Regions from separate parts of the Mus musculus genome. Here regions 2 and 3 are each linked to region 1. The links are chromatin contacts, called in public Hi-C and HiChIP or PLAC-seq maps. All regions are on one chromosome and are shown on one strand. The core of a region is the stretch at or near the end of the contact, and the rest is flanking DNA. Distances in the headings are between cores, read along the strand shown. Region 1 holds the start of Prss23 (protease, serine 23). Region 2 overlaps Me3 (malic enzyme 3, NADP(+)-dependent, mitochondrial). Region 3 overlaps Me3 (malic enzyme 3, NADP(+)-dependent, mitochondrial).

The links. A called contact is a pair of places that touch in the nucleus more often than the background predicts. HiChIP or PLAC-seq counts read pairs in DNA pulled down with a chosen protein or histone mark.
Region 2: a contact with region 1 is called in a Hi-C map of uterus, with 4 times the contacts expected there. The contact joins the enhancer-like site here to the promoter of Prss23 in region 1. A contact is called at or near these places in 4 of 39 promoter capture datasets (the C10 cell line, cranial neural crest, liver and 1 more), 7 of 484 Hi-C or Micro-C datasets (the MC3T3-E1 cell line, adipose-derived mesenchymal stem cells, cerebellum and 4 more), 17 of 115 datasets of contacts at active chromatin or transcription factors (the NIH/3T3 cell line, cardiomyocytes, craniofacial prominence and 10 more) and 4 of 9 other capture datasets (adipose tissue, embryonic stem cells, liver and 1 more).
Region 3: a contact with region 1 is called in a FOXA1 HiChIP or PLAC-seq map of pancreatic cancer cells. The contact joins the enhancer-like site here to the promoter of Prss23 in region 1. A contact is called at or near these places in 2 of 39 promoter capture datasets (the 3T3-L1 cell line and liver), 5 of 484 Hi-C or Micro-C datasets (the 3T3-L1 cell line, 3T3-L1-derived adipocytes, embryonic fibroblasts and 2 more), 4 of 115 datasets of contacts at active chromatin or transcription factors (embryonic stem cells, pancreatic cancer cells and stem cell-derived neural progenitor cells) and 4 of 9 other capture datasets (adipose tissue, embryonic stem cells, liver and 1 more).

The regions. Positions count from the first base shown.
Region 1 is chr7:89,516,028-89,519,697 of GRCm38.p6, forward strand. It overlaps Prss23 (protease, serine 23), which reads right to left and starts at 1,559. Exons shown (of 2, transcript NM_029614.4): 1 at 1,420-1,559.
Region 2 is chr7:89,767,615-89,771,284 of GRCm38.p6, forward strand. All of the region lies in intron 3 of Me3 (malic enzyme 3, NADP(+)-dependent, mitochondrial), which reads left to right. Among named protein-coding and RNA genes, the nearest start is that of Ccdc81, 130 kb to the right of the region's middle. Within about 2 kb of position 2,032, at least 71 of the 459 cell types and tissues checked have an H3K27ac peak or open chromatin away from gene starts, as enhancers often do. A contact at or near this core is called in the NIH/3T3 cell line, adipose tissue, cerebellum and 4 more, where this site is marked.
Region 3 is chr7:89,710,765-89,714,434 of GRCm38.p6, forward strand. The region is part of intron 1 of Me3 (malic enzyme 3, NADP(+)-dependent, mitochondrial); the gene reads left to right. Among named protein-coding and RNA genes, the nearest start is that of Me3, 80 kb to the left of the region's middle. Within about 2 kb of position 2,022, at least 15 of the 459 cell types and tissues checked have an H3K27ac peak or open chromatin away from gene starts, as enhancers often do. A contact at or near this core is called in pancreatic cancer cells, where this site is marked.

The DNA of each region.
Region 1 (3,670 bases), core at 309-2,808:
TATTAATTACCTTGGAAGACTGCTTCCTTCCAAGGTCAGAGAAAGCATGACAAGCTGCCTACTGCCTGTTTATAATAATGGAAAATACAAGTGAAGATTTATTCATATATTTATGGCACACTCAGAAAAAAAATGAATGTAGTGCCTTCAAAAGAATCCTCGGTCTCTTTATCCCGTCCCCAATCCAGTTCTAAGAGACTCTTTAAAAATGTTCACTGAATAACACAGGCTAGCCTCAAGTTCACTGGCCTTCCCCAGCCTTCGAAGTGTTAGGATTCACAGGCATGCACTACTGTACCTCACTCCTAGGAGACTCCTAGAAAGACAGGTAATAGTTCTTTTAAACACTTTCCCCCCCCGAAACAATGTCTAACAATATCCTGATACTAATTTGCAATAGGGATTTTGGAAAAACCTAACTTCAACTATAAATCAAACTCTTCTCACAGAGCCTGATAAGGCTATTTTGTATTGACCTATCTGTCCTTAAGGCATTCGCTAGGACCTCTCAAGTTCACTTACAAGACCTGGGAGTAGCAATTTCTATACTAACCGAGATCCTGAATCATCTGGAACTTTCCACAGGCTACGGGCTGTTTCTAAATTCTCGTGGATGTCACCCAATGGACAATAAAACAAACAGGATTTTAATCAGAGGCTTTTCTCAAGGGATGCTCTGAGGGAGGTGGGAGGGAGAATCGGCTCCATTTCAGGAGGGGGTGGTATTGCTCCATCTAAACACATCTTCCTCTCTTAAAAGTTCTAGGGGAGGGCAAATCTTTTCTTTCAGTTAGCAATTTGTGATAAATGGCTACATGCTGAAGAAATATTTGCTTCCAACAACTGTTGATAGCCCAGGCATAATTTTCTAGATTTAGCACTCAGAGCAAAGTCGGCACCCAGCACAGAGCCTGATCCCAACTTGTGTTTGCTGACTTTTTCTTGCTTGTTAAGGTGTGTTCATAGTCACGTGCCAGGTTAAAAATTAATGCTCAGAGCACGATGAAGTCAGATACAGTAGGCGCAAAACTCAAAGAAAGAAAATGGTAGAGGTTACAGTGTGTGTTCGTGGGGGAGAGCCTACCTTGACCTCTCCAGGGACACCTTGCCATACACAGCTCCACTTGACCCCTAGACAACACCTTGCATCCAAGACAGCGCTTTCAAAACCTTCTTTTCCCCATCCACTTTAAGAGAGACACTGAGTGAATCCAAACGCTGTACAGAGCCGGTGTCCGGGGAGGGAGGCTCTTTCAGGCTCTTGTCCTAAGCCCAGAGTCTGTGCGGAAGCCACGGCAAACTCCCCGGTGTTACCCGCAGCCACCCCACCCCGCGCGCACCCGACTCTTTGTCCGGCTCCGGCACACGCCTGGTCCTTCGGACCCAGCGGGAGACGCCGGGTCCCCGCATCGCACTCACCCGCGTGGAGCAGCCCGCCGGGGCCGCGGCCGTGCGCCGCTCAGACAGGTGTGGGCGCCCGGAGGACGCGCGCGGCTCCCATGCCTGCTCCGCAGAGTGGCCGAGTGCGAGCCTGAGGTCCAGCAGAGCCTGCAGCACCCGGTCCGCCCCCCATCCCCTCCCCTTCGCCTCCCGGGCCCTCCCGCCCCGCCCCCAGCCGCGAGCCGCGCAGCCCGCCGGCCGTCGCCTCCCCTTCCCCTAGCCGCCTGCCTCCAGCCAGCGTCACCCTGCTATTCAGAGGTCCAGAACCCTCGGGCCCCGCGCAGGTGGGTCTCCGCAGCGCGTCACCACCAGCGGGTCCCCGTACTCGATGCCCCTGCACCGTGTCCGATGAACGGCTCCTACCAGTGACTCTTGCACTCTCCCGCTCTAGACAACTTCACACCAAGTTCTAGGGGTCTACATTGCCCAGAGTCTGCTAAAGCAATGCTCCAGAGTGGGCGGTCCCTTCCAACCTTCCAGTCCTCCAGCACCCCGGGTGCGTGGAGCGCCGCTAGGCAAGTTTGCAAAGCAGAATTCAAACTTGTAAGCTCCTCACCCGTGCGCATTCTGTGCGCCTTGAATAGTGACGACCGAGCTCCTTTCCACCTTAGTTCCTCCTCTAGCGCTTCTAGAGTGTACCTCAGTTTGTAATCCAGAGGCAGGCTACCGAGGTTGCAGGCCCTGCAGTTCAGCTGCTAGCATACTGGGTCCCAGAGCACAGCAAGGGATCGCGGACTTGGCAGCTTCCCAGGGGTTGACTGGTGACGCCCCCGGCCTGGTCTTTACTGGGGCACCAGGGCACCAGCTGGTGGAGCCACCTCCTAGCTTATGGTGCCTGTTTCCCTAAATCACTGGAGAAGTCCACACCTGGGGGACTGAGTCAGCCTGGTGACCTCACTATTTAAATATCTAATGCTATATAGTCTTAGTAGTCTCTTAAGACTATCCACACATCCATTTCTGTGAACCAACCCTTCATGCAGGTCATGGAGATGAAAAGGGTGGAGCTGTGGATTTCCCCTCAGGACTGGAGGACTGGAGAGGCCTAATCTTGCTAGCAGTCAGACAGCTCCTGAACAGTAGGACAAAATTTTGCAGAGGTCGTTTTCTTCTCTCCTCCTCCTCCTCCTCCTCCTCCTCCTCCTCCTCCTCCTCCTCCTCTCCCTCCTCCTCCTCTCCCTCCTCCTCCTCCTCCTCCTCTCCCTCCTTCTCCTCCTTCTCCTCCTCCTCCTGCTCCTCCTCCTCCTCCTCTTCCTCCTCCTCCTCCTCCTCCTCCTCCTCCTCTTCCTCCTCCTTCTTTTTTCTCCTGTCAATCCCAGAGTAGCCTTCCTTTTTTCCTGTCAAAGCTTGCCCTCAGAAAGGGAGGGCCTGACATCCTATTCCACACCAGGATGTTAGTGACATGTCCAGTGAGCTAGTGTTTGCCTTGCCTTTAAATAGGAAAGCCCTGAACACATTGTTGAGTAGTGTTTCTCAAACATAAAGGAAACTAGTATTGTCCACCACGTTAAAGGCAAAACCTTCTTAGACCTCCCCTGTCTTAGCTTACATTTTCTTTTTAAACAATCCATTAATGTGAGTGTATACATAAAGCTAGGTGAAAACTTAAACGTTTGAACAACTCAAGAATAAAACTCAAACTGATCGAATACAAAGATTCTCTTCCGGAACAGTAAAATTTAGGGTTTCTCTCAGTCAGTTCTCCACAGTGCTTCCACTCCTGTGGTCTGTGCAAGGCCCTAAAACACTCTGTTCTCTCACTTCTTGTTCTTCCCAGCTCTCTTTCTTGTTAACATAACTGTGAAAGTGGTAATTTCCTAGGGCCAAAGCTTAGCACATAAAAACCAGATTAACTCTTGGTGATTTGAATGAGATGTTTCCCATAGTCTCTGGCATTTAAAATACTTGGTCCCCAGTTGGTGGTGGTGTTTAGGTAGGCTTGGGAGGTGTGGCCTCGACTCAGGAAGTGTGTCACTGGGGGTGGGCTTTGAGGTTTCAGAGGCTGGCACCATTCCCAGTTCACCTTCTCTGTTTTGTGCTTGGGATTTAAGGTCTGAGCTCTCAGCCTCCTGCTTGCCATGTCTTGCCTCCATGGACTCTGACCCTCTCACACTGTAAGCTGGAATAAACTCTTCTCTAAGTTGCCTTGGCCATGTGGTATTATCACAGCAATAGAAAAGTAGTACTGATGGTTATCTCAATGATCCAGAACATGCTTAGAGTGATTCTT
Region 2 (3,670 bases), core at 782-3,281, 250 kb after region 1:
TCCCAGTTCCTTTGCAGAGTGCCTGCTTTGATGCTTGTTCTGAGTCTGTGCATGGTGCCCTCTGATAATTTTCTGCTGTAGAAACCACTATACCATAACCCAGTGGCTCACTACAGGTCAGCACTGTCTCTCTCTGCCCTGCGTGCAGAAAGCTGTGTTGTCATCTTTGTAATTTTTTTTTCTTTCTTTAATGGCTATTATGATGAAATTGAATGGAAGGGCAAAGAATGTAGTTTCTATGAGAATGAGATTTTGTCTGTTCCACTCACTGAAATGAATATCTCAAGTGTTTCCATAGAGGGTTTAGGAAATAATTATTGATATAATTTATAAATTAAACAAGCCTAAAGAAACAAAAGAGTGGGCCTGCTGTGTCTCCTAACATAATGATGTGAACTTTTCATAGTAGCCTCCTAAGCAGATGAAAATTACAATGACATTTGATATTTTCCAGTGATGAATCTGAAATTTAGCTGTGTAGACCTAAGATACTCTAACAGAAAAAAAACAAAAACAAAAACAAAAACAAAAAAAAACACGTAAGTTTAAGAACATTTAGCTTGCTCATGCATAGTTTAGAAAAGGTTCACTGTTGTGTAACCCTGGTTCCAACATTCTTCCACTGATGGTAACCGATGATGTGGAGACTTCTGTAAGTTAGTTTATATGAAATAAGAATTATACAAAATAACTTTACTTATGGAAAATTCAGTGACTATGCTGTTTATTCAGACTATTTGTGTCACATCAACATTCTTTATATTTATCCTTTCCCTGGTTGGTTACCATTTAATCCAAGGTTGTTATTTGTTTCATTTCATCATGCTGTATGGTCCAGGCTGCCCTTGCAGTCCCTGTGTAGTTTAGGCTTCAAACTCTTGATCCCCCTGCCTCCACTTCCCCAGCTGTGGAGTGCAGGTGAGCATCAAACGCCCAGCTGAAACTGTTTATACAACTGTCCCAAATAGGACTGTTCCTAATTTCTTTTTCTACATAGTTCATTGTTATTTATGGAAACATCACTGATTTTATAATTGTTTTTTATTCTTTGACCTTATTGAATTTATTCATTAATTCCAATTTGGAGATGATAATCATTAAGCATTCTTGATTAATTGATTCCTTTCTCATCATGATATAATAATCTCCTTTATCTCTTTTGCATAATTTTTGATTTATAGTCTACTTTTTCTGATGTAAGTATAAACACCATGCCTTTTTGATTTTCATTTACATGGAATTTTTTTTTTATATTCTCAGTTTCAGCTTGTTTCCTTACAAGTACAGTGAGCTTTCATAGGAAGTATATATCTGATTTCTCTATTCTTATTCATTCAGCAATTCTATAATTTTTGGTTAACAGATTTACTCCATTTACATTTAAATATAACTGGCAATGGGTAAGGACTACTACCATTTTGCTAATAGGGCATTGGCCTGTCTGACCTGAAGGTGCTGGGATTTCCTCCTTTAATGATATTTATAGTTTCAAGGCTAAACTTGGTCAAAACAACAAATTGGGTCAAATACGTCCTTTCTGATTAACCCCATCAGATGAGTAGGGTTCTTGAGACGATAGTTCCAGGCACTTTGCTGTCTCTTACATTTGCTTCTGGTGAGTAAGGTCTTTAGGATTCAAGTGGATGTGTTCCCAGTGAACTTTTGTCCTCTTGAAACTGTGTTCCACTCTCTCTTATTAAATTCCAGATTTCATGACTAATTTGCAGTGACAGCCCCAGAAATGCTTGTATGATAAATGAAAGAGGGTAGGTAGGGGCTTCCGCTTACAAATTGCTTTAAGATAAGCCTCTAACGCCTACCTTTACAATTGTCTCATAAATTCTTGCATGAAATGGATTGGGGCTTTTACAGCCTTTGTGTGGGGGCCTGTTGTTTCAGGGCGTCTCCACAGGCTGGCGAGTGCCTAGAAGCTGCAGAGATTTATGACTGAGTGGGAAAAGGTATGTGTGAGTACTTCTTCAACTTGTTTTGGAAAAGCAAGCAGAGAGGATGTTTTTCTCCATCTTGCACGGATCTGTAAACAAATGACTCACTGGCTGCATCTGAGTCAGGAAGACAGCAGTGTCAGAATCATGAGTTGATGAGTATTTGCTTCGAATATCAAAAGTTTGACTTAGAATACTTAGAAACCTTGCTTCCCAGAGACTCAGATTAACCAGCAGCCTGGAAGGAGGCAGCAAGGAGTTTATTTTATAAAGTGGAGGCATGTGTGAGCTTTTGCCACGTTCATAGCCAGGAAAGAAAGCAAACAGTATAAAGTGTGACTTCTCAGAATAAAGGGGGCCTGGATCAGTGATTATTATTTCTGGAAGAGTCAATATTGCGATAGAAAAAGGAACTCTTTTGTACCCACTCTCTCTGGGTTCCTTGGCGTATTTTAGTATTTCAAGTAATGGTTGAAACTACATTAACCTTCTCTGGTCTAATTGGAATCATCTGTGAGCAACAGAGTTGGCACTGTCAGATTCCACGCTCATTTTCTACGTGGCCTACAGTGTCTGCCATCTGTGTGGCCTTCCCTCCCTCCTGCCCACAGAGGAGGCACGTGGTGTGACAGACACACAGGACAGTCCTTCCTGGCTTCCCTCTGTGTTCAGGCTTTTTAAGAAAACCTGTGCTTGTTCAGTTTGCATACCTTCCCTACCTCCTCAGATCCTTCTTATTCAAAGAATTTGCATGGAGACATTCTTCCCCAACCCGAGGAATTCGGCTCAGCAAATTTCGGCTGCCAAATCCATCTCATAATCAACAAAGAGGTTAGAGCAATATATTACATTTGCAAAATCCAGGAAGGCCAAAAATGAATAAAAACAAAACAAAAAAACCAAACTTCTTACATTTTTTTTTCTTTCTGTCAAAAGAAGGCTGTAATCTAGACATCAGCCAGATACAGGAGGCAGAGTGGCTTCTTGCCTGCTTTTCTATACTACTCTGACTCCTTTTGGTTGTTATTCATTTAGGTGTGAGTGTAGGGATTGTGGGGGGTGTTTGTTTGTGTGCACATGTGTGCCTGTATTCATGCATGTGTGCATGTGTGTGTGTATGTTTGTTTGTGTGTATGCACATGTGCCTGCCTGCATGCACGAATGAATGCATGAGTGTGCCTACATGCATGTGTGTTTGAGTGTGTGTATGTGTGCGTGTTTCCACACACATGTGCCTGTGTATGTGCATGTATGTGTGTGTGAGTGTGTATGTGTGTATGTGTGTGTGAGTGTGTGTGTGTGTATTTGGGTACATGTAGATGTCAAATGTTGACATCGGCTGTCTTCCTCAGTTGTCGCTACCTAATTTGTAAGACAGTCTCCTTCACTGGACCTGGAGCTCAGCAATTTGGCCATGCAGCTGGCAGGCAAAGCTTCAGGAGCTGCTTGACTCTGCACTAGGGTTGCAGATGTGCATGGCCATGCCAGCTTCTACAGAACTTAATGCTGGGGATCCACATCAGGACCTCCTGTCTGTGCAGCAAGCACTTAGGAACAACAAAATAATTCTATGGTTGGAGGTCACCACAACACAAGGAACTGTATTAAAGGGACACAGCATTAAGAAGGTTGAGAACCATTCATTGCCCTAGAACAACAACCAACATCTTAGTCACCAAGACATATTTCCAGCCCCTTATTATTTGGATCTTAAGAACTATATG
Region 3 (3,670 bases), core at 772-3,271, 200 kb after region 1:
TGGTGCCTAGAAGAGGGAGTCTGTCTGCTTTGTGCAGAATACCTTGCCCAGGGCAGCTGTTTGCTCTCTTTTGTTATCTGAGTGGTAGAAGGCTGGAGAACTTCTGACCTTCCACATTCATTTGTCACAATAATCATGAACTGGGGACAAGGGCATACACCAGTGAGTCATTTTCCTGGTAGTGAGCCAAGCCCACCTTCGTCATCTCTAGTCAACTTCTTGTTTTGGGGTTTTGTGTTGTTTTCCTTCATCCACATTCACACTGAATGCTCACAGCCACTCTGTACAGAAGGATGTCATGTTTATAGATGACCATAGACGATTCTCAGAACAATGGAAGATTAAATAACTGTCATGGGGCAATATGCAGAGTAACCAATGAGCCATGACTTAAATGCTGGTTGTTTATCTCCTAAATTCTGACATTTCTCCCCTTAATGTACGCTGCCTCAGAGGAATAACCAGAAAGTATCCTCTCCAGGTCCTGCTAAACTAGAGAGGCATCATCTTTAGATAATCCAGAGTGTTCTCTATCATCTTTTTTCTTGTTGCTAACAAGAAACAAGAAAACTTGACATCTCCAAATTAAAAGTACAGTGGTGTAAAAGTTTCCTTCTTGTTGGTATAATGTAACCACACCTTATCTCACAAGGTAAATGAATCACCTTAGATTTGGATGCTGACTTAGTCTCATCAAGCAACGATCTGTGAAACTCTGTCTTCCTATTGGTTACAGTGAGACTTCCAGGAGCGTCTCTATGTTTGCCCAATTAAGGCAACCAATTAAGGCTCATCTTCCTCTCTCTCTCTTTGTATATAGTAATGAAGTCACCCTCTCTAGAGACATATCAGTTCCATAAAATGTTCCTTAATTTCTCCAATGGCTTTTCTCCTTGAGGACAGATTCTCTTTACATATATATCATTTTTCCAAGTTGTAGTTTGTCAGCAAAGCTCAGTGGTCATTCCAGTTTGAACTAGAGTATTGTCCCTCCCAAAAGCCTAAGAATCTAGATCTAAACTAGTGCAGTATAAGGAGTCATCATGAGCTTTTTGAACCAATTGGCAGGTTTTTTTAGAACAAAGCTAGAACCCGGACAAAACAACCTAGTGACATTCTTGATCAAGTGACCAAATTTCCATAATTCTCTTGCATATGCTGTTATGTTTTCTGTGATTGTGGTGATGAAGAGGGTGAAATAAAAAACAGAAAACATGGTCTCAGTCCCCAGAAGACTTCTTAGATCCCCTATCCACACAAGCTTGAACCATGGTGAGATTTAGCTAACAGGAAATGTGTTGGTTTGATCAGGTTACCACAACAAAATGCCACAGGCAATGTGACTTATACAACAGAAACTCATTCTTTCATATTTCGAGAAGCTAAAAGGTTACAGTGCAAGCAGGCTTGCGGGGTTCTTCTGAGCTCAGCCTCTTGGCTTGGAGATGTCCATCTTCCCACTGTGTCCTCACAAGGTCATCTCTCTGGGTTCAGTGTCTTGGCTTCCATTTCTTATAAAGAAAACAATCATATTGTTTTGAGGACTCCAATAACAACATCCATTTTACTCCTCTTTTAAGACTTCTCCAAATGCAATCTCAATCTGAAGCACTGAGAAAGGGGGATTCAACTCATGACTTTTAAGAGGATTCAATTCATCCCATAAGGGAAGGCATATGGAGAACCAGATTCGGTATTCCACATGCTAAATCTTAACACAGACTATGGCAACAGCTCTGCTATTACTGCCTAACGGTGTATAGCCTCTGCCTCTCTCCAGTCCTCCCCAGAGATGCCAGGGTCTCACTTACGTGACAATTGGACCATTTTTGCCTGCTGGATTGACTTCCCTATTGGTCATCAGCTATTGCTCAGTACACAGCTGAGGTCAAACTATAACACACCTCCACTGGCTCACCATTGCCTCCAAAGCATTACAGTTGGTGCAACTTTGCAGGGCTCATATCTATCTGGCTCAGCCTACATCCAGCCTCCCTGCCTGAAACCACTACCCTGTCATACTCACCACCCAGATAGTGACTAATCTTCCATCAGCTGGAGCTTTATACCTGTTTAGCTTCCTGTCTCATGCCTTTAGTCTAAAAGAGCTGTCTAAAAATGATACTTCAAAGGCATGTCTTCAACACACACAGAAACCCACAAAGCCCCCAAGTGATTTCTCTGTGTTCTGCAATCTCACAGCACTTGAAAATTCTGTATCTATGCTGCTCATTATCTTAAATAGCATCAATTTCTTCATATCACCTCACTGGGATGTGAGCCCCTGAGCAAAATAGCATATTCCCTTATATACCACCATAGGTGTAGGGCTAGGTGTACAAATATCCCACATCTACTAGTGCATACCTAGGAAAGAGGTGCTAAATAAAAAGGTAGAAAAACTAATAGTCTTGTCATGGTGGTGATGGCATTGCTGGTGTGTGCTGTGGTGTTCATGGGTTGCCTGATAATGTCCTTTGCAAACATGAGTCATAAACACCCTGTGGATAACATCCCTGACCTACCCACCTGAAGCAATACTTTAGTCTGCAGAAGGGCTATAAAGTGCAGCAGTTATGTTAAAATTAGATACAAGAAATCAGAGCTGGAGATAGCAGCTTAAACTGACCTCAAAAGTCACTGCATGTGTCTCTGTGGTGTAAACTGTGCACACTTCAGTGTGGTGGCAGCCTGAGCCCTAGAACAACTGAATGTACTGTAAACGTGGTAAATGAAATGCCTTATTTGTGTCATTTCCCATGAAGCAATTCAAGAAAAGAAAGCAGGAGGAAAATGTTCTATAGTGGTTAAAGGCTGAAGCAGAACAAGTTCCTGCCCGCCCATCACAGAATAATGTAAAGCTGGAGGAGAACCAAGGAGACAAATGAATGAACAAATACCTAGCCCAATGTTTGTCTCTAAATACTTCTTTTGGGCACAGAACAAAACACAGAGATGCTTTCTTTTCATTAAAACAAAATCTCAAATAAGAAAATATTATAAAAGTTGTACAAGATAGACAGACGTCAAGATAGCCAGCGACTTACACATCTCTAAGGGAATGTATCAAAGCCAAACAATTTGTATAAAATAAAATATGAGAAAAGTCTCTCTTCCAAATAATTGTGGTTCTCATCATTAGTGTCTCCTCTGAACAGTGCCACTATCAGCCATCCAGTTATGAGGCTTATTAGTTATTAGTGTCCCTTGACATTGTCCCCTTCTCTCGCCCAATCTCAAGGCTCATGTGTCACCAGGTCCTGTTCGTTTCCTTTCTCAATACACCGTATCCTTTGACTTCTCTCCATCTGGGTTCCATAGTCTGATCCCAGGATGCTATCTCACCTTATCCAGACAATTGCAGGAAACTCAGCTCATCAGCACATCCTTAGTCCCTAACAAAAATGTCCTTCATTGACATAGCCAAAGTGATCGTTGGTAGAAAAACAAATTTTTGTCTCTGCACTCTGTTGAAAACCTTCCAGAGATTTCATTCTGCCTCAAGGCTGCAGACCTCAGTCCTGAGAAAGCCACCCACCCACCCACCCACATACAAGTCTGTGTTCATGTGTCCATGCCCCTTCCCTTCCTGCAACGCCTTGAGAACTTGTCTCCATCTAGACAGCGCAGCTGAACCCACTGTGCTATGCAGCCTAATTAGCTATCGCTA